Regions from separate parts of the Mus musculus genome. Here regions 2, 3, 4, 5, 6 and 7 are each linked to region 1. The links are chromatin contacts, called in public HiChIP or PLAC-seq, Micro-C and promoter capture Hi-C maps. All regions are on one chromosome and are shown on one strand. Each heading gives the region's core, a stretch centred on a gene start, on an enhancer-like site or on the middle of the called end of the contact. The rest is flanking DNA. Distances are from core to core; before and after follow the strand shown. Region 1 holds the start of Fbxo27 (F-box protein 27). Region 2 holds the start of Ryr1 (ryanodine receptor 1, skeletal muscle). Region 3 holds the start of Psmd8 (proteasome (prosome, macropain) 26S subunit, non-ATPase, 8). Region 4 holds the start of Actn4 (actinin alpha 4). Region 5 overlaps Ryr1 (ryanodine receptor 1, skeletal muscle). Region 6 holds the start of Paf1 (Paf1, RNA polymerase II complex component). Region 7 overlaps Samd4b (sterile alpha motif domain containing 4B).

Region 1 (3,028 bases), core at 471-2,970:
TGGAAACCATATAAAAACTCCTTGAATGGATGCTGGGGGTCACCACCTCTCCTTCGGGTCTGGGACAATCCCAGTGCACTGGAACAATAAATTCCTCTTGCTTTTTGCATCGATCCCAGCTCCACGTGGTTCACTCAGGGGCTCCCCGGAGTCTTACACAGGTTAAAATAAAAGATAAACAGGGTATGGTGACACTTGCCTGCAATTCCAGTTCTCCAGAGGTAGAAGATCAGTGTCATGCTTGGCTACTTAGTGAGTTCAAGGACAGCATGGGCTCTACCTGAGTCTCAGTTGAAAAGTAGGGCTGGAGAGATAGATGGCCAATTTCCCCAAAGGACCTGGGTTTAACTAGCATCACAGGTGCTCTCGACCACATGTAACTCCAGTTCCAGGGAATCCTGAAAATACCTCCTCTGACCTCCCCAGATACCAGGCACAAACATGGTGGAGACATAAATGCGGGCAAACCTCCATACACATAAAACTATTTTTTTTTTTTCGAGACAGGGTTTCTCTTTTAGCCCTGGCTGTCCTGGAATTCACTCTGGAGACCGGGTTGGCCTCAAACTCATAAATCCACCTGCCTCTGCCTCCCAAGTGCTGGGATTAAAGGCATGCGCCACCACTGCCCGACAGAGCTGGTCATAGTAATACATGTCTTTAGTCCCAGCACTCAGGAGGCAGAGGCAGGCAGGTCTCTCAGTTTGCGTACACAGTGAGTTCCAGGCTAGCCAGCCCTACAAAGTGAGACCCTGTCAAAAAAAAAAAAAAAAAAATCTGGAGCTAGACCCACTCACTAACACTACTAGTCACTTAGGAAGGTCACGGCCTCTAAGAGCCTCGGTTCCTTTTCTGTGTTAAGATGTTCGGGGAGCTGACGAGATGGCTCATTTCAAAGGTCCTGAGTTCAAATCCCAGCAACCACATGGTGGCTCACAACCATCCAGAATGAGATCCGATGCCCTCTTATGGTGTGTCTGAAGACAGCTACAGTATACTTATGTATAATAATAAATCTTTGGGTTGGAGCAAGCAGAGACTCAGCAGGTCGATCAGATCGAGCAGAACCTACCAGAGCAAGCAAGGCTGACCGGGGCAAGCAGAAGTTCTAAAAGTTCAGTTCCGGACAACCACATAAAGGCTCACAACCATCTGTACAGCTACAGTGTACTCACATACATAAGATAAATCTCTTTTTAAAATGTGCTAAGTTGCCGAAGTTCGAAACTGTAAGCTTCAGCTGATGCTTTCGATTAGCGGGGTCATTGTTGTCCTCTAGAGCCTGCTTTTTCTTGTAAATCGCGGATGACTGGATGATTGTCTGGGATTAAGGTCACGGACTGCACAAGGCGTTTAGGGGTGGAGCCTTCCACTTGGATGCCTACCCGAAATAATAGTTGTTACCAGATGCCAGGCGTCCACTGCGGATTTAGGGTCACTCCAAGTGTTGGATTGGTTGCTGAACCGCTAGGACTGTGCCAGAGCCCTGGCCTAATCTGTGTCCTCAGGTGGATTCCTAAACTGTCCACCAGTCCTAAGCCGGAAGGAGGTGGGGTCTGGATCCACAGGGCTGGACATTCGGCGAATCTCAGAGAGGTTTCGCCTGGGAAGGATAGTATTAGGCAAAGCTATAGCTATGCGGTCCTCCAGGCCGCGAAGGGGAGCTGGCAGGGGTGCCGGTGAGCACCAGCGGGCTGGGAGGAGGGTAGGCTTTGGGGACAGAGAGGCGGTAAGGGACGTGGGAGACAGTGGATGGCTTCGGGGATGTTAGTCTCGGGGTGGACGGCTGCAAAGCCTGGCAGCAGAGGCTGCTAATCACTAACATCTAACCCCTCTTCTCCTGCAGTCCCAGCCAAGCGGGGCGCGGGGACCATGGGTGCCTGGATATCCAGGACCCGGGTCCCGACGCCGGAGCCCGACCCCCAGGAGGTCCTGGACCTGAGCCGTCTGCCCCCGGAGCTGCTCCTGCTGGTACTGAGCCACGTGCCCCCGCGCACGCTGCTGATGCACTGCCGCCGAGTGTGCCGCGCCTGGCGCGCCCTGGTAGATGGCCAGGCCCTATGGTTGCTGCTGCTGGCCCGTGACCACAGCGCAGCGGGCCGCGCCCTGCTGACACTAGCCCGCCGCTGTCTGCCCCCTGCCCACGAAGACACGCCCTGCCCGCTGGGCCAATTCTGCGCACTGAGACCGCTAGGACGCAACCTCATCAGCAACCCCTGTGGCCAAGGTGAGGCGCTGAGAAGGCGGGGCCTAGAGGAAGCCTAGGGGCGGGACCAAGAGAGAACTGTAGCACAAAGGGCGGGGCCCCAAGAATGCTAATGGACAGAGCCAAGAAGGAATCCCCCGGAAGGTATTAAGGGCGGGGTCACGGGATATTTGTAGGCTGTGAGACCAGAAGGAAACCAGTGAGAGGATAGGGCGGAGTCACAAGGTATGAAATGGGCGGGGCCTAGAGTTAAACCAAGAGGCAGGTCTACAGATGTAGCAGAGGGAGGGGCTAGAAGTGGGGTCACACTTGACCCAGTTAGAGTAGCTGGAATCACCTGACCTACATAAGAGAGCGGTAGAGGGGACCAAACAGCATATCTTCTATCTGAGAGACAGGATGCACAGAGAGGCACCAAGAGCAATTAAAATCAACACATAAATATCTTTTGTTTCATTGGCTTTTACATTTTAACAATTTATTTTCGTCCCTGCGCCTGGAGTTTCAGGAGACTAAGCCTCATGGCTTGGGAGCTGGGAACTGACCCCAGGTCCTCTAGAAGAGCAGTTACAAATTTTTAAATTTTGTTAGTATATTTTGTTTTTGTTGTTGTTTTGCTTTTTGTTTTTGCGGGTTGGAAAGATAGCTCAGCGGCTAAGAGCTGCTCCTCCAAAGGACCTAAGCTCAGTTCCAAACACTCAAGTGGAGACTCACAACCATCTGTAACTCAAGTCTCAGGGAGACCACCCTTTCTTCTGGCCTCTGGAGAGAGGGCATATATACATAGTCTGCAGACATAAACTTTTAATTTTTTAAAATTAT
Region 2 (3,110 bases), core at 12-2,511, 430 kb after region 1:
AGGGGCTGGGGCTGGGGAGAGGCCCTCCTCCAGTGGCTTCACAGTCCAGCTGTCCCCATCCTTCATTACCAGCCCCAGCTGTTTGTTCCTCCCTCCCAAGAAACCGGACCCAGCCTACCAGGGTCCTATTCTGGGTCAGGAATGCTGCGTCAGCATTTCTGTGTGGACCCAGGACCTCGGGGGTGGGGGGTTGGGGGGGAGAGAGTGCAGGGTCAGCAGACCTGGCCCCAACAGAGACCATCTCCCATATCCAACCCCCATCTCAGCCCATGGGAGGATATGGTGGGAAGGACTAAGAAAAAGGCAGCCCCTCCCCCTCTTGTCCCCTCCCTGTCCCCTACCCAGAGCCCAGAAAAGAGGGCTATTCTGGGAGAGACACCTGTTGTCCCAAGTCCCATCCCTGCCCCCAGCTGGAGATCTGAGATTCAGAGAGACAGGATCAGAGGGACAGCCACACGCAGAAGGCTGAAGCCAAGGGCCAAGAGACAGAGACTCAGACATAAGATATACCAAGGAGCTGAGAAAGACTTCATCACCCAGGTACCCTCAGAGGCCATTAGCTGACATAGTTAAATCCTCCTCGCCAAAACCGAGGGGAAAAGTACATTGAAGCTCCAAGAGACCCCCAAGGAGACGGCCAAAGACTAGGAGTTGAAAAGAAAGGTGTTGTCCAGCCCACCCCAGCCCCCTTCCCAAGAATTTAAATAGGTCAGAGCCTGGAGCAAGAAGGGAATGAGGGCTGGGGTGGCGGTGGAGGACAGCTAAATTAAGCCCAAGAATTAGAACCACCTTCCTCAAGTGCCTGCTTCCAGAACGGCAGGAGGCGGGGTGCTTCCTCAATGACCCCAAATCTCTTATGTCAGGAGAGGGCGTCTGAGGATCCCACCCTCTCCTGCCCACTCGGTCCTCCTAAATCCTGCTAATTCTCCGTGGTCGAAAAGGTGATGAGAAAAAACGGAAAGACAAAGTGACCTCGGATTTCAGAGACCACCAGCAAGCAGGGAAGAGACAGAGAGACTCTCAGAAAAGTAAGCAAGAAATCACCCAAGACCTCCGGACCCAGACAAAAACGTACCGTCCGCAAAAACTGGACCTCGTCCTCGCCTTCACCTCCTCCATCACCCATGATGGCAATCCCCGGGTGTCCCGGGCTAGGGTCTGAGGATGGCGAGAGGGGGCTGCAGGCTTGGCGGGGAACCTGAGGGCGGGCTGGGGTCGGAGACCTCTAGGGAAGCCAGAGGCACCCGCGAGGGAGATGGAACTGCAGGAAGCATGCCCTGTGCGGGACACAATGAGAGAAGGTCCCCGCCCCACCGCACACCCATTGGGCAAGCATGGGACAAGCTACGCCCCTGTTCAGAACCCCGCCCACAGCACAAACTCTTGGTGGAAGGTGTTCGTTCTCTCCAGTGAACTGGGTGTCTAGAAAGTAGCTGAGTGGCCATGGTCACAGTGAGATATCATGTATATATTTGTTTGGCTGGCTCTCCCTTTACCCCTTCCTCTCTCCCTCCCCTTCCCCTCCCCCTCCGAGTGTCATGTACTTCAGAATGGCCTTAAACTCCACATGTAGTCAAGAGTGATCTTGAACCTCTGGCCCCATCTGATTTATGTAATGCCGTGGTTCAAACCCTAGATCACTTGCATGCCAGGCAAGCATTCTACCATTGGGCTACACCCTCAGCCTAGTTCCATCCCTTTCTTAATGGCTAAACTGAGCTTCACCCTTGCTGCAGAATCACACAGTTGTAGCTTGGATGCACACCACATCCCCTAACATTAAAAAAAAAATCACTTAGTACCAGACAGAGTGGTATGGCTTATCATCCAAGCTCTGAAGAGATTGAGGCAAGAGGATTGTAAATCTGGAGTTGGGACCGCATAATAAGAGCCTATCTCAGTGTCAACCAGCCAGACCCCCTGGAACTCCGGGGGACTGGACCACCAACAAAAGAATACACATGGAGGGACCCATGGCTCCGGCCGCATATGTGGCAGAGGATGGCCTTGTTGCACATCAGTGGGAGGAGTGGCACTTGGGCCTAAGGGTGTTCAATGGATGCCCCAGTATAGGAGAATGCTATGGTGGGAAGACAGGAGTGGGAGGGTGGATGGGGGAGCACCCCCATAGAAGCAAGAGGAGGGGGGATGGGATAGAGGGTTTCCGAAGGGGAGATCTGGAACAGGGAAAATTTTTGAAATGTAAATAAAGAAAAGGAAGAAAAAAAAAAAAAAGACCCTGTATCAAAACAGAGACAAAAACAGGGCTGCAGGCATGCCCTAGTCGATATAATGTTTATCTAGCTGTCACAAAGCCCCGGGTTCCATCCATAAACTGGGAGTGGCCATGTGAGTCTGTAATTCCAGCAAGCAGAAAGGATCAGAAACTCAAAGTCAACCTCAGCTCCCTAGCTGGAGGCCAGCCTGTGCTACCTGATACCCTGTCTCAAAACTGGGGGGCAGGGGCATGGGTGTGGGAGGGGGGAGAGAAAACACCAGCCTGACCTTGAACTCGCAAACATCCCAGGCCTCTGCCTCCCAGCACTGAGGTTAAACAAATGCGTCACCCCACCCCACCCTACCCCACCCCACCCCACCCCACCCCACCCCACCCCACCCCCGAGCCCCCAGCTAAAACCTGCCTTTTGAAGTAGTCCTGACTGATGTCTCTTACCCACCTGTTGCAGTTCAGGTGTGAGCTAAGATCTTTTTATTACCACTAGTTTCTCACAACCATGCTATTATTGGCATGCTTAACAGCCAGCAGAAAATAAAAGCACGTGGCCCCTGCGGAGATCTCCTAAATGCCCTGTAGTCCCCAGGGTAACCTTTAGGGGGCACAATTTCCCCACTCTCACAGTGCCAAGTCTGCAGATGTGAAGAGCTGCCTTTGGGAGATGGAGTCAGGCACCTTACACAATGTCACAGAGGCTGAGCTGGGGATCTAGACCTAAAGATAGGGTTCCACACCTCCATATCTGCATATGATTTTCTAATTTAGCCATGTGGAGGCACACTTTAGGAGGTAAAGGTAGAAGGAACAGAAATTGAAGGCCAGCCTTGGCTACATAGTACATTCCAGGCCAACCACCTGCATTACATGAATTTCT
Region 3 (2,950 bases), core at 375-2,874, 490 kb after region 1:
GGTGGTGGCTGGAATCCCTCCTGGGATCACCACCCCAGTCATTCCTACAATGACCCCAGGCCCATCACCCTCCACCAACCCTAGTGACACTCACGGGCCAGAATGAGTTGCTGTTTAGTCAGTTTGGTCCCCGTGGTTGGCAGGAAATTGAGCTCAAGCAGAACCAACTGAGGGGGAAGGAATGAGGACGAGATTTCAAATATAGATTACTTACGTTCTCTGGACTTTTATGTTCCTACTTGGAAAAGCTTGCATGCATCCTAACCCACACAACTGCCATGAATATTAGTGGAGTCAGACCTTGTAAAGCAAACACCAAAGGGCCCAAGAACACGGAGCGTACCAATTGGATTACCTCATCTTACAAATATTAGTAACTCCACTGAGAAACACGAGGCACTTGGTGCCTGACCCAGGGGGATCATGGGGTAGGGAGACGCCCATGACCTCAATTCTTCCTGTTGCTATATTTAGCTTGTTTTAGGTTTCTCTCTTGTTTAAGACAGCATCTCCCCAGGCAGGCCAATCTAGTCTAGAACTGGAGAGCCTGGTGTGAGCCTCTCGAGTGCTAGGATTACAAGTGTGGGACATCGTGTTCAGCCATTATATGCAGGTCTGGGAAGACCTCCACCACAGTGTGCCCGAGAAGGGGTAACAAGGAATGTGGGGCATTCCTTTTCCCTCCCCCCCCAGTCCATCCCAGACACCATTCCTTAGTAAACTTGGGAACCTAACACATATTTTGTTGTTGTTTACTTATTATTATTATATATATATTTTGAGACGAAGTCTATGTAGCCCAGCCTCCTCAAACTCGCTATTGAAGACCAGACTGGCCTTCTATCCGCCTGAGTGTGTTTACAACCGAAACGTGTGCTCTTCTAGGTTCGTTTTTGGCTTCAAACTGTTCCTGTTGCCCCTCTTCACACAGGTGTTTCCTAACCTCTGCTCCCTCACAGCTTACCTGGGCTTTATTTGCCACACATTCCCTCAACGTCCCGTCACCTCAGACTTATTCTTTTCACTATCTCCCCGTTTGTCACTGATCCCACTCCTTCCTGCCTCCCTCCAAGTAACAAAGCTCGAACCATCTCATTCGATTCTGCCAGAACCAATCTTTCCATCATCACTCCCTTAACGACACCTCAGGGCCCGCTCTACCAGCCTCGATCTCCCGTCTGTCACCTTCCCCCAGGCATTAGGCATCTAGGACCCGGCGACCTCTTACCTTCAGGCGGCCCAGTTCTTCTCCACATTTACTAAGGTTCGGGTTCTTCCGGTTCCACTCGTCCTTGAGTTGCTCGTACATGCCGGCCGCTGCCTGCAGGATCCCGACCGAGGTGGCCGCGGGTCCGGAGCTCGAGACGGTGGTCGACCCGTTCACCGTAGCCGCTGTGGCCGCCATCTTCCGTGATGCGGCAAGCCGCCGACCCGACTTACGGCAGCGACGCCGGGCAATGGACTCCCGGCGGAAATGAGGCCGGGAGGTGGAGCCCAAAACTGGAGGCGGAGCTACCACTGCCAGTTTCCGCCCCCCGCGGGAGGAGCGCCGCGGCTCTCCTCGGGGTGTCTTCGCAGCCCGACCCTTAATGAACATGCCGCAGCTCCGCCTCTGCTGTCATTCAAAATGGCGAACGGAAGTCCGTTCGCTCCAACTGAAAACAATGCCCACAATGTCCCGCCCACCTGTAGTCACCATGGCCACCCTCGCTGGCTTCGGCCTGTGGAATGTCCATCTTAAGGGTACCGCCTCTACGTCAAGGGGTGGCGATGTGGAGCCATTTGGAAAACTTGTCAGGTGTCACTACATAGGCAGGCTGAGAGAGGACTAGCAGGTGAGATTTAAGATTAGGCGTTCGTGTTTATCAGAGCATCATTCTTCCACGTTTTTTTCAGACTCTTTAAAAAGATTTATTTATTCATTTTATGTATATAAGTACACTGTGGCTGTCTTCAGACACCCCAGAAGAGGGTATTTGATCCCTTTATGGATGGTTGTGAGCCACCATGTGGTTGCTGGGAATTTTAGTCAGGGCTTCTGGAAGAGCAGTCAGTGCTCTTAACCACTGAGCCATTTCTCTTATTTTCTCTTATTCCATTTTTTTCTTATTTTTGAAATTAAAATAGAATTACAGACCGAGCTTTGTGGTTCACGCTTTTAATCCCAGCACTTGGGATGCAGAGGCAGGCGGATCTCTGAGTTCCAGGCCAGCCTGGCCTACAGGCATGCGTGTGTGTGTGTGTGTGTGTGTGTGTGTGTGTGCGTGCATGTGCCCATGTTGAGGTCAGAGGACAGCTTCACAGAGTCGGCTCTCTCTTTAGATCTCATGAGGCCTGGGGATCAAACCCAGGTTGTCAGGCTTGAGAGCTCCTTTATCTGCTGTGCCATCTTGAAAATAAAAGATTCTGACATCATTCTGACAGTTAACTACAGCTGTGCTGGTACAAACCAAGCGGACGTGAGCCTTTCTGAGGACTCGGGACTGATTCTGCAAGGAGGCTTTATTAGGGTCTGAATGAGACATGAGCATTCTAGCCAACCAGAAAGTCCTGGGGAGGTGGCAGGCTGCATTCCCATGAGGAGAGGCCTAAGGGTTCATGAGGAAGAGTACAGACCAGGGACTCAGGCCACCTTTGCTCTCTTAGCTTGAACATTGTCCTCTTTGGTACCTGGTCTGGAGGGACCCTCAAAACTTCCCTCTGAGCTGTGAGAATGGAGGGTGAAGCCCCCAGAAGAGGAGGAAGATGAATAGGTCTCTGGTGCCATCATGTTGTGAATCTTCCAGCGAAATGAGACCCAGGCCTTCACTATGTGAGGCCACACGAGGCAGAACAGGATGTAGAAGACAACCAGGGCTATAAAGAAGCTGGTAGACACCTGCAAGCCCAGTACAACAGTCACAAGGGGTCGGGGTTGGGGTTGGGGTATAGTAGTAGGTGAACCCCCTGC
Region 4 (2,826 bases), core at 293-2,792, 270 kb after region 1:
CCACTCTCCTCACACTCTTGCGAACCATCCCCCACATTCTCACCCACTCAACACACCCTTCTTTAGCTCTTTCTGCATACACTCACACCCTCTCTCCCATCACTCCTAGCTTCCCTCTCAACCACCCAACACATCTCCACTCCTGGCCTCCTACTCTGACCTCCACTCCATACTGTGGCTTCCCTTTAGCATCGCCCCCACACTCCTAAATACCATCAGGAAATACTATTTTAATACCCCTTCACCTACCCTCCCCATCAAAAGACACTACTCTCCCAGAACACTCATTTCTTCCTCACTCAATGAACCCCCAAGTCTTTTAATCAGGCATTCCTAATCAGACTTCCATTTTCCCAAACTAACCCCCTCCCATTATCCTCCATCCCTGCTCCTACTGTCTTCCACTATTCTCACTGTTGAACTATTTCCCCGTGAACCTGGAACCTTAACTGTTTCACTACCTCTCCCTTCTTCAAAGCACCCACACTCTTTTGGGTCTCCCCATCAATTCTAATTACGCCCCTATCCTTTTCTTTTTACAGCAAGGCGCCCTCAATAAATCTCACCCTCCTCACACAAACATCTTTTTTGTTCCTAGGCCCCTAACTTCTGTCCTGAACACCTACCTTCTCAGACCCCTAGTCCCATCAGACCATCTTAACACCTACTCACCACACACCCTAGCCCATGCAGGCCCCCCTCCCTGTCTCAGGATTCCACAATCCTCTCCTTAGTGCCCCCTTTTTACCTTTCCTGATTCTTCATCTCTTCTAGAACCACCCCCCAACACACACACACACACACACACACACACACTAAGGCTTCCTGCAATTCCAATCTCTTCTTCAGACTCTCTGCACTCCAGACTATCTCCTCCATACTAGGATTCCCAAACCAAATACTATCCAGGCTCACCAATTCCCTTCCTGGACCCCATTGCTTGCCTGGGCCCCATCAATGCTTCCTCTGATCCAACAATCTCGCCTTAAAACCTAGTTCCATTGCAACCTCCCGAATCATCATCTCGTTTGTCCCAGTTCCCCGTGTCTCCTACCTGGCCGCCACTTCCCCCCTCCCCCTCCAGATTCCCAATTGCTTCCTTAAGCTCTGTAATCCCTCTCCGGGACTGCAAACCCGTTCCCGAACCCGCCAATTGTCTCCCAGGACCCTCCTCCAGGCCTCCCCGCCACGCGCAGGACGCCACCCAGCCCGGGTCACGGGCCGCGCACCTTGCGCTGCTGCTTCTCCCAGGCCGGGTCCAACAGCAGGTCCCGGTCCCAGTCATCCTCCTGGGCCATGTAGTCGCCCATGCTTCCGCCGCCACCCGCGCCATTGCCGCCGCCGCTGTTCGGGCCGTACTGGTACGCCTGGTTCGCTGCGTGGTAGTCCACCATTCCGCCGCCTTTCGCTAGCCCGCCAGCCGGTCCGCTACCGCCTCAGCTCCCGCCCCTGTGCCGGAGGCTCCGACTCGGCCGCCGCTTCAGCTGCTTTCAGCCCGCCCAAGACTGACGCCTGCGCAGTTCACTTGCCGCGCCTGCGCACTGCGCTGCCGCCGCCGCCCTCCCGCGCGCGCGCACCTGAGGAGGCCCCGGGCTCTCGGCGCCGGCGCAGAACGCACCTCCGGCTGCCCGCCCAGCGTGGGAGCCCAGGCGCTTCTAGCGGGAACGCGCGCGTCACCCCGTGTGGGCGGGGCCCAAGTCATGAATGATTCATAAGGCGGGGCTCCTCATCCGGCTTTAACCTGTTTCGGGGTGGAATGTGTTCCCATTCAGCCATTCAGACATAATCAAGATTTATTTGGCTGCCTGCTATGTGTGAGACCGTGTTTTCTGCCTTGGCATTAAAGAAGTCAGGAAAAGTCCCCACCCTTTCGAAACTATATACTATAAACCTTGCACGATGGAACGTGGGATCTCTGTTCTCAGGCCGCAGAGACTGAACGACAGATAACATGTTGGAGCTTGGGTTACACAGGAAGACCAGTCTTAAATTAAATAAATAATCGAGCTTAAAACTGGGCATGGTGGGCCGGACAGTGTTGGCGCACGCCTTTCATCCCAGCACTTAGAGGCAGAAGCAGGTGGATTTCTGAGTTCGAGGCCAGCCTGGTCTACAGAGTGAGTTCCAAGACAGCCAGGGCTCCACAGAGAAACCCTGTCTCGAAACAAACAAGCAAACAAATAACTGGGCATGGTGACACATACCTTAGATCCCAACTGGAGGTGTGGACAGGAGGGTTCAAGGCCAGACTTACTTAGTACACAGCGAGTTTGAATCTAGTGTGGGCTACATGAGGACCCTGTCTTAAAAAAAGAAAAGAAAAGAAACTCTAGAATGGGCTGGATTTGTAAAGTCTTCTGGGAAAAGGGAAAAGGTAGATATTTAAAGAAACTCTTTCAAAGATACGTCGAGTTAGATTGGACTGGGATAGCTAGTTAGCAGGGAAGGCAAGGGGTCCTTTTGGACTTGTCTATCTTCATTCTCGCAGCAAATACTATGCACCTACTACATGCAGCCACTTTCCAACTACGGACAGCATGGTAAGCCAGGTCAGTTATCAAACGACTAACTTTGTAGGAGAGATGGGCAACAATAAGAATTATGGAAACCAGGCATGGTGGTGTATTAATCCCAGCACTCAGGAGGCAAAAGCAGGCAGAGCACTGAGTTTGAGGCCAGCCTGATAGACAGAGTGAGTTCTAGGATAGCCAGAAAAACCCAGTCTCAGAGGGGGAAGTGGGGGTAGGTAGAGGAGAAAAGAAACACACACGGAATAATAATAGTGCCTCATTGAAGGCCATCTGATAACCAGAGGGGCCATCTCCA
Region 5 (2,974 bases), core at 117-2,616, 350 kb after region 1:
TAATGCAACCCATGGTTTCAAAGTTTGGTATTCTGACCCAAGGCCTCAACAAACTAGGAAGCAAGTATCTCTAGGTTAAGTGGGCCTGGGCTCTGTGCCTTCCCACGAGCCTGTCTTAGATGTCACAGTTGAGGGGGTGAGTTATAATTCTTTCAGAGCTCATGGGGCTAACTCATGGCTCTAGGAATGAATACATCAGTGGGTCTGGCCAACCTTTCTTCCCTAGGGCTGAGACCACTGGCAAGCACATGACCCAAGATAGCAGTTAGAGAATCTTGGATCTTTTATTTAAAACTTTTAGGAAAGACCTGTTTCACACAGCCTGGAGCTGCTAGTGTGGTGAAGAGAAGCCTAGCACCATTTTTTCTCAGGCCCTAACTAAATGATTCTAGGCAGGTGTTCTACGACTGAGTCACACTTCCAGCTCCTTGTATTGAATATCCCTTATCACGTGTGTCTGGAGTACGGCTGATGAATTATCATAATACTTGAAAGTGTGTTTCCACCAATATTTAAAGTTTACAGCAACATCACACGGCCAACTGTACTGAGAAACTGAAAAATTTCAGTTCAATTCCTTTCATAGTCAGATGGCACTCTGGACAAATTAGGAGGTCTCTGCTTTCTTAAGACACTGCTTTGTGGGAAATTATATGGAATACTTGTCTGCCACCTGCCGGACAGTTATTGTACTGCACCAATATATTTGCAATGGTTAGGTTGTGTCTAGCGCCACGTGGTTGCCCGCGGAGCACAAACTCGCATAACTGTACATGGAAGCTTTGACTAAGGCGACCAAGCAGAAGCACAAAATGGATGAGGTGTGCGCGAGGCATTCACGAAGCTGTAGAGGAGCAAGGCAAGTATTCTGGGAGCAGGATCCTTACATCATGGGTACTTGGCACGGGAGTCTTCTGCCGCAGGCAGGGTAAAAGAAGGAACGCTTCAGCCCCAGGTCCTAACCTAGCAACATAGTCCCATCCTATTCCCCAGAGCTGGAAGAATCTGGGATGACCTCATTAGAAGGAAAATGGTATGAACCTGTCCTAGAAGAGTTCTGGACGGGAGGGATGGGCTCCAAAGTCAAACCGGTGGAAGTATAGGTGGGAAATGAGCAGTTTAGTGGGAAAGAGGAAAAAGCATGCAGACGACCAATTCAGAAGGGGTTTGGGCCATAGGGAGCGAACCTGTCTGGAGCATGCGCAGAGCACTAGGGGACCGACCAGTGGGACAGGGGCCGATCAGGGGATTCTAGGGGATGGCTGGAGGGAAAGAGCTGTTCTCAGACGAACTCAAACCTGAGCCAGCTTCATCATCATGTGCGCGAACACGTGCAGGAAGCCCACCACGGCATCCCAGAGGCGACTGTGCGCCAGACTCTGCTGGTTTCCGGTGCAGGGTCCCTGGGGAACAAAGGGTGGCCTGAAGCCTCAGCAGGAGCGCTGGATGCCGGCAGCTCCGCCTCCGCAGGTCCCCGAGTGCGGACCCTACCTGGATGTACTCGGTGAGGCTGTTGAACACTTGTTTAGCTACCGACATGGCTTTGGAGAAGTTTCTCTTTCCCTGTTCCTCGATGACATCCTTGCCCGAGTAATACCAGTAGAAGTCACTGATGGATTCCTGTGGGTCCGGGAGGGCATGAAGGATGCTGGAGCCATGCGAGGTCCCTCGGGCCCCTGGCTCAGGTCCCATGGGGCTGGGCCACCCTTCCTCACCTGCAGCCGCAGGAGGTAGTCCACTGTGCAGATAATGATATTGATGGTGGTCGTGTTCCCAGTCTGTGTCCGTAGGTAGTTTTGGAAATCTGAGGAAATGAAACATGTATTCATTCAGTGAGCGCCTGTGTCTGGGGAGACAATGGTGTCTGCTCATTTAGGGTTAGGATCAGGGTTCATATTTCATGCCTACTGTGTGCCGGAAGTCATGAAATTACCTTTGGAAGTATGAAGTATGTGTGCCACACAGGGATGGAGGGTCACTTAGATATTTGACATTTATCTAAAGACACTGCGGAGGTTCTCCGTGCAGCAAATGCAGTGGGGATTCAGCCCCCCACTTCTCTTTCCTATTCTCTCTCTCTCTCTCTCTCTCTCTCTCTCTCTCTCTCTCTCTCTCCTCTCTCTCTTTCTTTGTAAATTTTAAAAGATTACTTTATGGGCCTGGAGAGATGACTCAGTGGTTAAGAGCATTGGCTGCTCCTGCACAGGTCCTGGGTTCAATTTCCAGCACCCATATAGTGGCTCACAACCATCTGTAACTCCAGTCCCCGGTGATCTGACGCCCTCTTCTGGTCTCCTCGAGAACTGCATGCACACAGGGCCCATACATACTCGATACCCATACACACGAAAAAAAATTTTTTTTTCATTTATTTAGGTATGGGTATGATAGTCCCTGTCATTAATTTCAGCACTAGGAAGACAGTCAGGTAGATCTTTGTGAGTCTGAAGCTAGCCTAGTGTATTGGGCAAGTTCCAGGCCATTCAAGGCTACAGTGAATCCTGTAAATTTTTTCATTTGTTTATTCCTGAGGTGAAGCAGGGGAGGGCTAATACATGCTGGATGCTAATAAGGCTAGAAGTCAGCTCTCTCCATCCACCAAGTGCGTCCTGAGAAGGAGTTCAGGTCACGAGACCTGGCATCAAGTCCTTTATCCACTGAGCTGTTTAACCAGCTTCTCTTTCTGTTTCTCTGAGACAGTCTGGAGAGTGCCTCAGGCTAGCCTTAAACCCTCTTACCTCAGACTCTCACCTACCAGAATTACAACTGTGCTACCCTCACACCCAGCTTCAATTGTTTTTATTTATATTAAATAATTAATTAGTTTAGTGTTTTTTTTCAAGACAGGGTTTTTCTGTATAGCCTTGAGTGTCCTGGAATTAGCGCTATAGACCAAACTGGCTTTGAATCCAGCGATCCATCTGCTGCTGCCTCCTGAGTGCTGGGATTAAAAGCATGTGTCACCATTCCCAGC
Region 6 (2,942 bases), core at 354-2,853, 300 kb before region 1:
TCCTGGAACTCACCTCAAACTCAGAAATCCGCCTGCCTCTGCCTCCCAGGTGCTGGGATTAAAGGCGTGTACCACCGCGCCCGGCCTTTCTAAAGGACTTTATTCTTATAAGAGTACACTGTAGCTGTCTTCAGACACACCAGAAGAGGGCATCAGATCTCATTACAGATGGTTATGAGCCACCATGTGGTTGCTGAGATTTGAACTCAGGACCACTAGGAAAAGCAGTTAGTGCTCTTAACTGCTGAGGCAACTCTCTAGCCCCCAATCTCCCTGTAATTTTTCAGTAACCTGCTCTCGTTTGGAATTACCACTAATAGCTTCCTGGACATACCCTTTATCTAGTCATCATGGACTGAAATGACACTTAGGCCGTACTTCTGCACGGAACTTAACCAGAACGGTTTCTCTTTTTACTCTTCTCCTCCTGCCTCCCCCACTTCCATCTAGTTTTTTGGGACAGGGTTTCTCTGTGTAGCCAAGGCTGTCTTGGAACTCAAAAGATTTACCTTCCTTTGCCTCCAGAAGGCAGGAATTAAAGGCTTGCACTACCATACACAGTTAAAATTGTCATTCATGCTGGGCATGGTAGCGCACGCCTTTAATCTCAGCACTTGGGAGGCACAGGCAGGCGGATTTCTGAGTTCGAGGCCAGCCTGGTCTACAGAGTGAGTTCCAGGACAGCCAGGGCTATACAAAGAAACCCTGTCTCGAAAAACAAAAAAAAACAAACAAACAAAAATTGTCATTCATCCTCATCTCCTTTCTCTCCACAGGGTTTCACTATGTAGACCCTGGTCGGCCTGGAACTCTATAGACCAGACTGGCCTCGAGCTCAGATCCGTCCCCCTCTGCTGTCCCAGCACGGGGATTAAGAACGCGCCACCACTACAGCTGACCGGAGCTTCACTTTGGTTAGACACAAACACAACACAGCTAGTCTGTCTTCTCTTCCCGACCTACGATCTCTCCTTCAACAAACAGCCCCTCGGCGCTCGTCCCCGGAGCCCGCCCGCCCGCCAGCCAGCCCCTCTTGCTCCCCGCGCAGGGCCCATCACCTGGAGACTCTCCTTCAGTTGCGGGATGAGCATCTTGTAGCGCTGCACAGGATCGAAGTCCTGCTGCTGCTGCTGCAGGAGCCCGCTCTGGGCAGAACCCACCAACTGGGTCGGTTGTGGCTGTTGCTGGGGACCCGGACCCCCGGCAGAACCCGGGCCTGACACACCAGACGCAGAGGAAACCGCTGCAGCCTGTGGCTGGGGCGCAGCCATTTTCCTCCGCTAGAACGCCGGAAATGCGTCATAAATGCGTCTGCTCCGGTAGCTCCTCAGCTTTTTCAGTTGGCTGACCTCCTAGTTAGCCATGCCTTACCGACAGATTAGCCAATGGGAGAAGAGGATATGCATTTTTCTCCGCCCTCCCAAATCCGAGGCCATGAGTGGAATATCTTTTCGCCAATCATAAGAGGAGTTCCCCCACGGCTCCGCCCCTTCACCCACAGCTCGCCAATCACTGTGAAGGACTGACCAAACTCTATTTCCCTGAAGGCCTTGCGGCCAGGAGCGACCTGTCTAGTCTTCTGCGTCTTGGTAGCAGTCGGAGCGGGAGCTGCAAGTCTGTGTCCGACGCTGTCTGTGCTCTTACTTCAGTCACACCCGAGCCCTTCTCGTCGGCCCACTTCATCCCCTTTCCCCGCGGAGCCCGGCGTCTACGGGAGCCTGTCCTTGGATCCGGCGTCTCTCAAAGTCGGTACGCCACTCAGCGTCCGCCTGCGGCCAGCGAGGACGCCTACCGCGCCGCCGTCGCCTGGTCGCGATGGCGCCCACCATCCAGACCCAGGCCCAGAGGGAAGATGGCCACAGGTAGGTCTCCTGTCACCTGCCGCTTCATTTTGTTTTGTGAGCTGCAAGCTGGGGACTAGGCCGAGGGGGGCTGCTTGCGACATCACTGATTCCCTCAGGTCGGCCCCCGAGGTCGCGCAGCGCTCACCCCCGATGAAGGGGCGGTCCCCCCTGGGCTCTGCGGTCGCTTCCTGGTCCCCTGCTATTCAATTTCGGAATTGCACCTTGCGGGAGGGAGTCAGACCTCAGTCTCCTTCAGTGAAGCTTCTGGATTGCTCTCCTCAGGGGATTGAGCATCTGGCTTCATGCTTTATCACCATCATCACCATCACTCCTTCAGAAATTCGGGGGCCGGCCTTTCCACTCACATGGCCAACTCTTGACATCTCTCTCTCTCTCTCTCTCTCTCTCTCTCTCTCTTCTCCCCGAAACCAGGCCCAATTCCCACCGGACCTTGCCTGAGAGGTAAGCTCCCAGCTCCGTTTTCCAGGAGGGGTGGAACACGAACAGGGGAGGCGGTTAGGGGGCCTTTTTTGTGCTTTGGAGAATCTCATAAAGTGGCCCAGACTGGTCTTTGTGCCCCAGTCTCATGGGTGCCGGGATTGCAGCCTTATGTGCCCAGCAGCACAGGCCTAGGGTTGTGTGTGTGTGTGTGTGTGTGTGTGTGTGTGTGTGTTTAAATTGTACACACCTTAGCTCTGAGTGGCAGTCTAAAGACATTTCCTTAGGCTGGACAGCAGGCACTTTCACCTGCTGAGGTATCTTGTCAGCTTGAGGCAGGGTTTGTTTGTATGTAAGTACACTGTAGCAGTCTTCAGACACCCCAGAAGAGGGCATCAGATTTCATTGCAGATGGTTGTGAGCCACCATGTGGTTGCTGGGATTTGAACTCAGGACCTTAACTGCTGAGCCATCTCTCCAGCCCGTTTGTTTTTTAAAGATTTATTATATGTGAGTACACTGTAGCTGTTTTCAGACACCCCAGAAGAGGGGGTCACATCTTGTTATGGATGGTTGTGAGCAACGATGTGGTTGCTGGGATTTGAACTCAGGACCTTTGGAAGCCGCAATCAGTGCGCTTTTTTTTTTTTTAAAGATTTA
Region 7 (3,106 bases), core at 403-2,902, 280 kb before region 1:
CCAGGATTTCCTGTATACTAGACAAACTCTACCACTGAACCCAGCCCCACATTCTCAACTCAGCAATCTTAGCAGCTGGCAGTTACCTCCTAAGGCCTACATTAAGTCTTCTATCCTGTCAATGCACTCAAATTCTCCATTCCAATTACTCTCCTATCTTTCCGTTAACACCAATCACAAGCCAGATTCTCTTGCTTAGTTAACCAACCCCCTTTGATCTGCTGTAAAGCAGAGACCTACATACTGCATTATCATATCCTCAACAACCGCAGGGGGATGGCCCAGGAAGCTGCTTCCTTAGCACTTACAAATAAGCCAACAAAGTGTCCCTTGTTACTTTCAGGAGAAGAGGGAGCTTAAGATAGGGTGTTGCTATTGTGGCCTGGCACTTACTATACAGCCCAGGTTGACCTCAAATTCATGATCTCCTGCTTCAGTCTTTCAAGTGTTGGGATAGGTATACACCATCATTCTTAGCTAATGAACTGCTTTTTATAAACATGTCTGTGACTAGACCTCACATCTCTATTTTTTCCTGGACTGAATCCAAACTGACCCCCTAAGAGGCCTGTAACTCAGGATGAAGTCAAAACCTTTTCCCTATTTCATAGTCCACTCCATTTCTGAGATAAGCAAAGGGCTCCAAGTTGGTTCTCTAGGCAAGACAGCAAACACCCAGACGCTGCCACTGTCTTTTCCCTGACCTATCACTGCTTCAGTATTCCTTTCAGCTTCTGCCTCTGGGTCTTGCTCAAGCACCTCCTTTTGGCCCCTGAAAGCTAGGCACTCGTTCCTCTCTGTGCTGGCCAGTCTCTTGTACTGGTCTGTGGGTTTATGAAGAACAGCAACAGGGCCTAATCTAATCACTTTTGCACCTCAGGCTCAGGGCAGTATACATCACACAGAAGCCTTCCAACTGAGTTTCATAAAGAACAAATGAGTGCTAACAGGGCCTGCGAGCTCAGCACAGGGAATCCAGCAGTCCCCGTGGTAGCCTAGAGAGAAAAAGAAAAAGCCAAAAAGCCTGGTTAGGTGAGGACAAGGCCCAGGAAGCTGAATTCCTTTGCCCCAGTTCCCACAGGGAGGAGAGAAGAGCCAGAGAAAGAGTACAGGCCTTGTTCTGATGGTGAGGCTGAGGTCCCTGTCAGTGCCCAGTGACACCCTACCCAGGAGGCCACCCTGACACAAGCCCCGAAGCACCTTCCATTACTATCTGTGACAATATTGATGCTCCTAGTCAGAAAGTTCTCCAAGAGAGGATACTGACTGGCCCACTGCACACAGCCAGTGTCAGGCTCTGCTATTACCCAAGAGCCTGTTGAGTCCTCTACTCAAGGCTCCTTCCAACTTTCTAGACACTGTGGACTCTGGCTTCTGCCCCATTTGGGGCCTCTTGGAAGAAGACAGCACTCTGGGCCCCGAGGTTGGAAAACCATCAATACAGGCCTTTGTGCCTATCTTGGTGTGCTTGGCCACCTCTGTTCTACCTTCTTAGCCAAGGAGTGGGCTGGTGAGGCTGAGAGGACAGGAAATTACCCCAACTAGAATGACCATGCAGTTCCTGAGGAACCCTGCTTGGCCTGTGCTGGGGTGGAGGCTGGCCACTGACTGAGGATTATAAAAACAGGAATGTCGGCTGCAGATCCATGGCCTTGTACTCTCCAAGAAATCCTGCTCTGTCCTTGGCAGTACACCAAACTCACCCTGCCTGCCCTCCCAGGCTAATCTTTCTTCCCACTCAAAAATATTTTAATTGTTTCCTGCTTCCTGCAACTGTCTGATATCCAAATGTTTCATTTTATCCTTCAAAGCCCTAAATTGTGCCCCTAAGTTGTGAGTTCAAATCCTAATTCTACTACCTCTAAAATCAGTGCTCTTGGATAGGAGCCTGTCTCTTTGTCCATATGCAGTCCTCACTGGTTGCAAGTTAGCCTAGCATGCACTAATATGATCACTCGCACAATTTATAGACCTGTTTGCTACCCACTGACCCTCTACTGGACACCACCATGCCTTTCAATCATGCTGTGCCCTCTACATGGCATGGTCCTTTCTTTTCTCTTTTGCTCCAGAACCCTATCCAACACTGAAAGCTTTGGTCCTTCAAAGCTACTGGAGTGCCAAGGTTACAGCTCAGCGGTACAGCCTTGTCTAATATGGCCACAATTCTGAGTTCTACCCCAAGTGTTGCCAAAAGGGAAAGCAAAAACAAAAGAGTTCTGAGCCAGGGAGCACAGAGGCAGTGCAGTATACGTGTTCAGGCTCTGAGATCCAGAGCCATATTGCCTGGATTGAATTCTGACATCATCTTGGGCAGATGACTTCTAAGACTAAGCCAAGTTTTAGAGTTTACAGCTCTGAAGTCCTCAGACTAGCTCCGAGCAAAATGCTCAATATTTCCCAGTCATAATAACCATTATTAATATAGCTTCCAAAGCCAGTATAGAAGTATGGTATTCCAAAACCAGAAAACAAATCCAAGGTAATTAGGGTTGCTAGAGTTCTCTGGAAATGCCCTATCTTCCCTGGCCTACTTTAACCATAGCCTGCTGAAAGGGGCTGACTACCTAAGGCTAAATTTTGAGCATTCACCTTCAATCAGGTCATGCTATTCACTGTGTCTTACACTGCTCATCTCAGCTAACGTTTCAAAAAGGCACCTCAATACCAGCTCCTATTTCACCCAACCTCTGGGCTTAGCTGGTCAGGGCAGCACTAGTCAGAGGTAACTCTGGCCCAGACTGCTCAGGGCCAGAACTTTGCCAGTTCCACTATTTATTCTATGTGAGATCTCAACTATGTGGTTTCAGTTCATTGAGTTCTAAGTCCTCATCTGTGAAATGGGCCTAATGGTCTAGGAGGCTTAACTGAGACTGTATCTGTAACAGTGCTGCTGAAAGCACTTGGCCCTAATGCTCAGATATAACAGCTGATGCTCTGCAGTATCAAATTTACAGATATATTTCTCATGCTGGAACATAAGACCAGAGACAAAAATCCTGAGAGAGCTAAAGAGAACTCAGGTATGGTATCCATTCCTGTCATGGGTCCTCAGCAGCCAGTCAGGTATCATAAATGTTGACAGGAAGTGTGGACAGATACTTCA

What was found. Promoter capture Hi-C pulls out the DNA fragments that hold promoters and counts their contacts. A called contact is a pair of places that touch in the nucleus more often than the background predicts. HiChIP or PLAC-seq counts read pairs in DNA pulled down with a chosen protein or histone mark.
Region 2: a promoter capture Hi-C map of liver shows a contact between it and region 1, with 3 times the contacts expected there. The contact joins the promoter of Ryr1 here to the promoter of Fbxo27 in region 1. A contact is called at or near these places in 1 of 39 promoter capture datasets (liver) and 2 of 9 other capture datasets (adipose tissue and liver).
Region 3: a contact with region 1 is called in a promoter capture Hi-C map of neural stem cells. The contact joins the promoter of Psmd8 here to the promoter of Fbxo27 in region 1.
Region 4: a Micro-C map of embryonic stem cells shows a contact between it and region 1, with 2.0 times the contacts expected there. The contact joins the promoter of Actn4 here to the promoter of Fbxo27 in region 1. A contact is called at or near these places in 1 of 39 promoter capture datasets (the SN4741 cell line), 1 of 484 Hi-C or Micro-C datasets (embryonic stem cells), 2 of 115 datasets of contacts at active chromatin or transcription factors (both in embryonic stem cells) and 1 of 9 other capture datasets (adipose tissue).
Region 5: a Micro-C map of embryonic stem cells shows a contact between it and region 1, with 4 times the contacts expected there. The contact joins the enhancer-like site here to the promoter of Fbxo27 in region 1. A contact is called at or near these places in 5 of 39 promoter capture datasets (the C10 cell line, hematopoietic stem and progenitor cells and liver), 1 of 484 Hi-C or Micro-C datasets (embryonic stem cells) and 1 of 9 other capture datasets (adipose tissue).
Region 6: a contact with region 1 is called in a promoter capture Hi-C map of the SN4741 cell line, with 4 times the contacts expected there. The contact joins the promoter of Paf1 here to the promoter of Fbxo27 in region 1. A contact is called at or near these places in 3 of 39 promoter capture datasets (the SN4741 cell line, cranial neural crest and hippocampal neurons), 5 of 115 datasets of contacts at active chromatin or transcription factors (acute myeloid leukemia, bone marrow-derived macrophages, effector CD8 T cells and 2 more) and 3 of 9 other capture datasets (adipose tissue, liver and pancreatic islet).
Region 7: a contact with region 1 is called in an H3K27ac HiChIP or PLAC-seq map of acute myeloid leukemia, with 3 times the contacts expected there. The contact joins the enhancer-like site here to the promoter of Fbxo27 in region 1. A contact is called at or near these places in 1 of 39 promoter capture datasets (embryonic stem cells), 3 of 115 datasets of contacts at active chromatin or transcription factors (acute myeloid leukemia, embryonic midbrain and embryonic stem cells) and 1 of 9 other capture datasets (pancreatic islet).

The regions. Positions count from the first base shown.
Region 1 is chr7:28,691,424-28,694,451 of GRCm38.p6, forward strand. It overlaps Fbxo27 (F-box protein 27), which reads left to right and starts at 1,721. Exons shown (of 5, transcript NM_001163702.1): 1 at 1,721-2,227. The coding sequence starts at 1,873.
Region 2 is chr7:29,123,890-29,126,999 of GRCm38.p6, forward strand. It overlaps Ryr1 (ryanodine receptor 1, skeletal muscle), which reads right to left and starts at 1,262. Exons shown (of 106, transcript NM_009109.2): 1 at 1,076-1,262. The coding sequence starts at 1,126.
Region 3 is chr7:29,179,049-29,181,998 of GRCm38.p6, forward strand. Psmd8 (proteasome (prosome, macropain) 26S subunit, non-ATPase, 8) reads right to left here and starts at 1,625. Exons shown (of 7, transcript NM_026545.3): 1 at 1,229-1,625; 2 at 95-167. The coding sequence starts at 1,597. Catsperg1 (cation channel sperm associated auxiliary subunit gamma 1) reads right to left here. Exons shown (of 28, transcript NM_001368407.1): 28 at 2,484-2,878. The coding sequence ends at 2,624.
Region 4 is chr7:28,960,790-28,963,615 of GRCm38.p6, forward strand. It overlaps Actn4 (actinin alpha 4), which reads right to left and starts at 1,543. Exons shown (of 21, transcript NM_021895.3): 1 at 1,230-1,543. The coding sequence starts at 1,394.
Region 5 is chr7:29,039,090-29,042,063 of GRCm38.p6, forward strand. Ryr1 (ryanodine receptor 1, skeletal muscle) reads right to left here. Exons shown (of 106, transcript NM_009109.2): 85 at 1,716-1,804; 86 at 1,492-1,620; 87 at 1,299-1,403. Among named protein-coding and RNA genes, the nearest start is that of Gm38979, 11 kb to the left of the region's middle. Within about 2 kb of position 1,367, at least 117 of the 459 cell types and tissues checked have an H3K27ac peak or open chromatin away from gene starts, as enhancers often do. A contact at or near this core is called in embryonic stem cells and hematopoietic stem and progenitor cells, where this site is marked.
Region 6 is chr7:28,391,393-28,394,334 of GRCm38.p6, forward strand. It overlaps Paf1 (Paf1, RNA polymerase II complex component), which reads left to right and starts at 1,604. Exons shown (of 14, transcript NM_019458.3): 1 at 1,604-1,862; 2 at 2,277-2,306. The coding sequence starts at 1,816. Med29 (mediator complex subunit 29) reads right to left here and starts at 1,298. Exons shown (of 4, transcript NM_026042.3): 1 at 1,059-1,298. The coding sequence starts at 1,271.
Region 7 is chr7:28,409,694-28,412,799 of GRCm38.p6, forward strand. All of the region lies in intron 3 of Samd4b (sterile alpha motif domain containing 4B), which reads right to left. Among named protein-coding and RNA genes, the nearest start is that of Paf1, 18 kb to the left of the region's middle. Within about 2 kb of position 1,653, at least 64 of the 459 cell types and tissues checked have an H3K27ac peak or open chromatin away from gene starts, as enhancers often do. A contact at or near this core is called in acute myeloid leukemia, where this site is marked.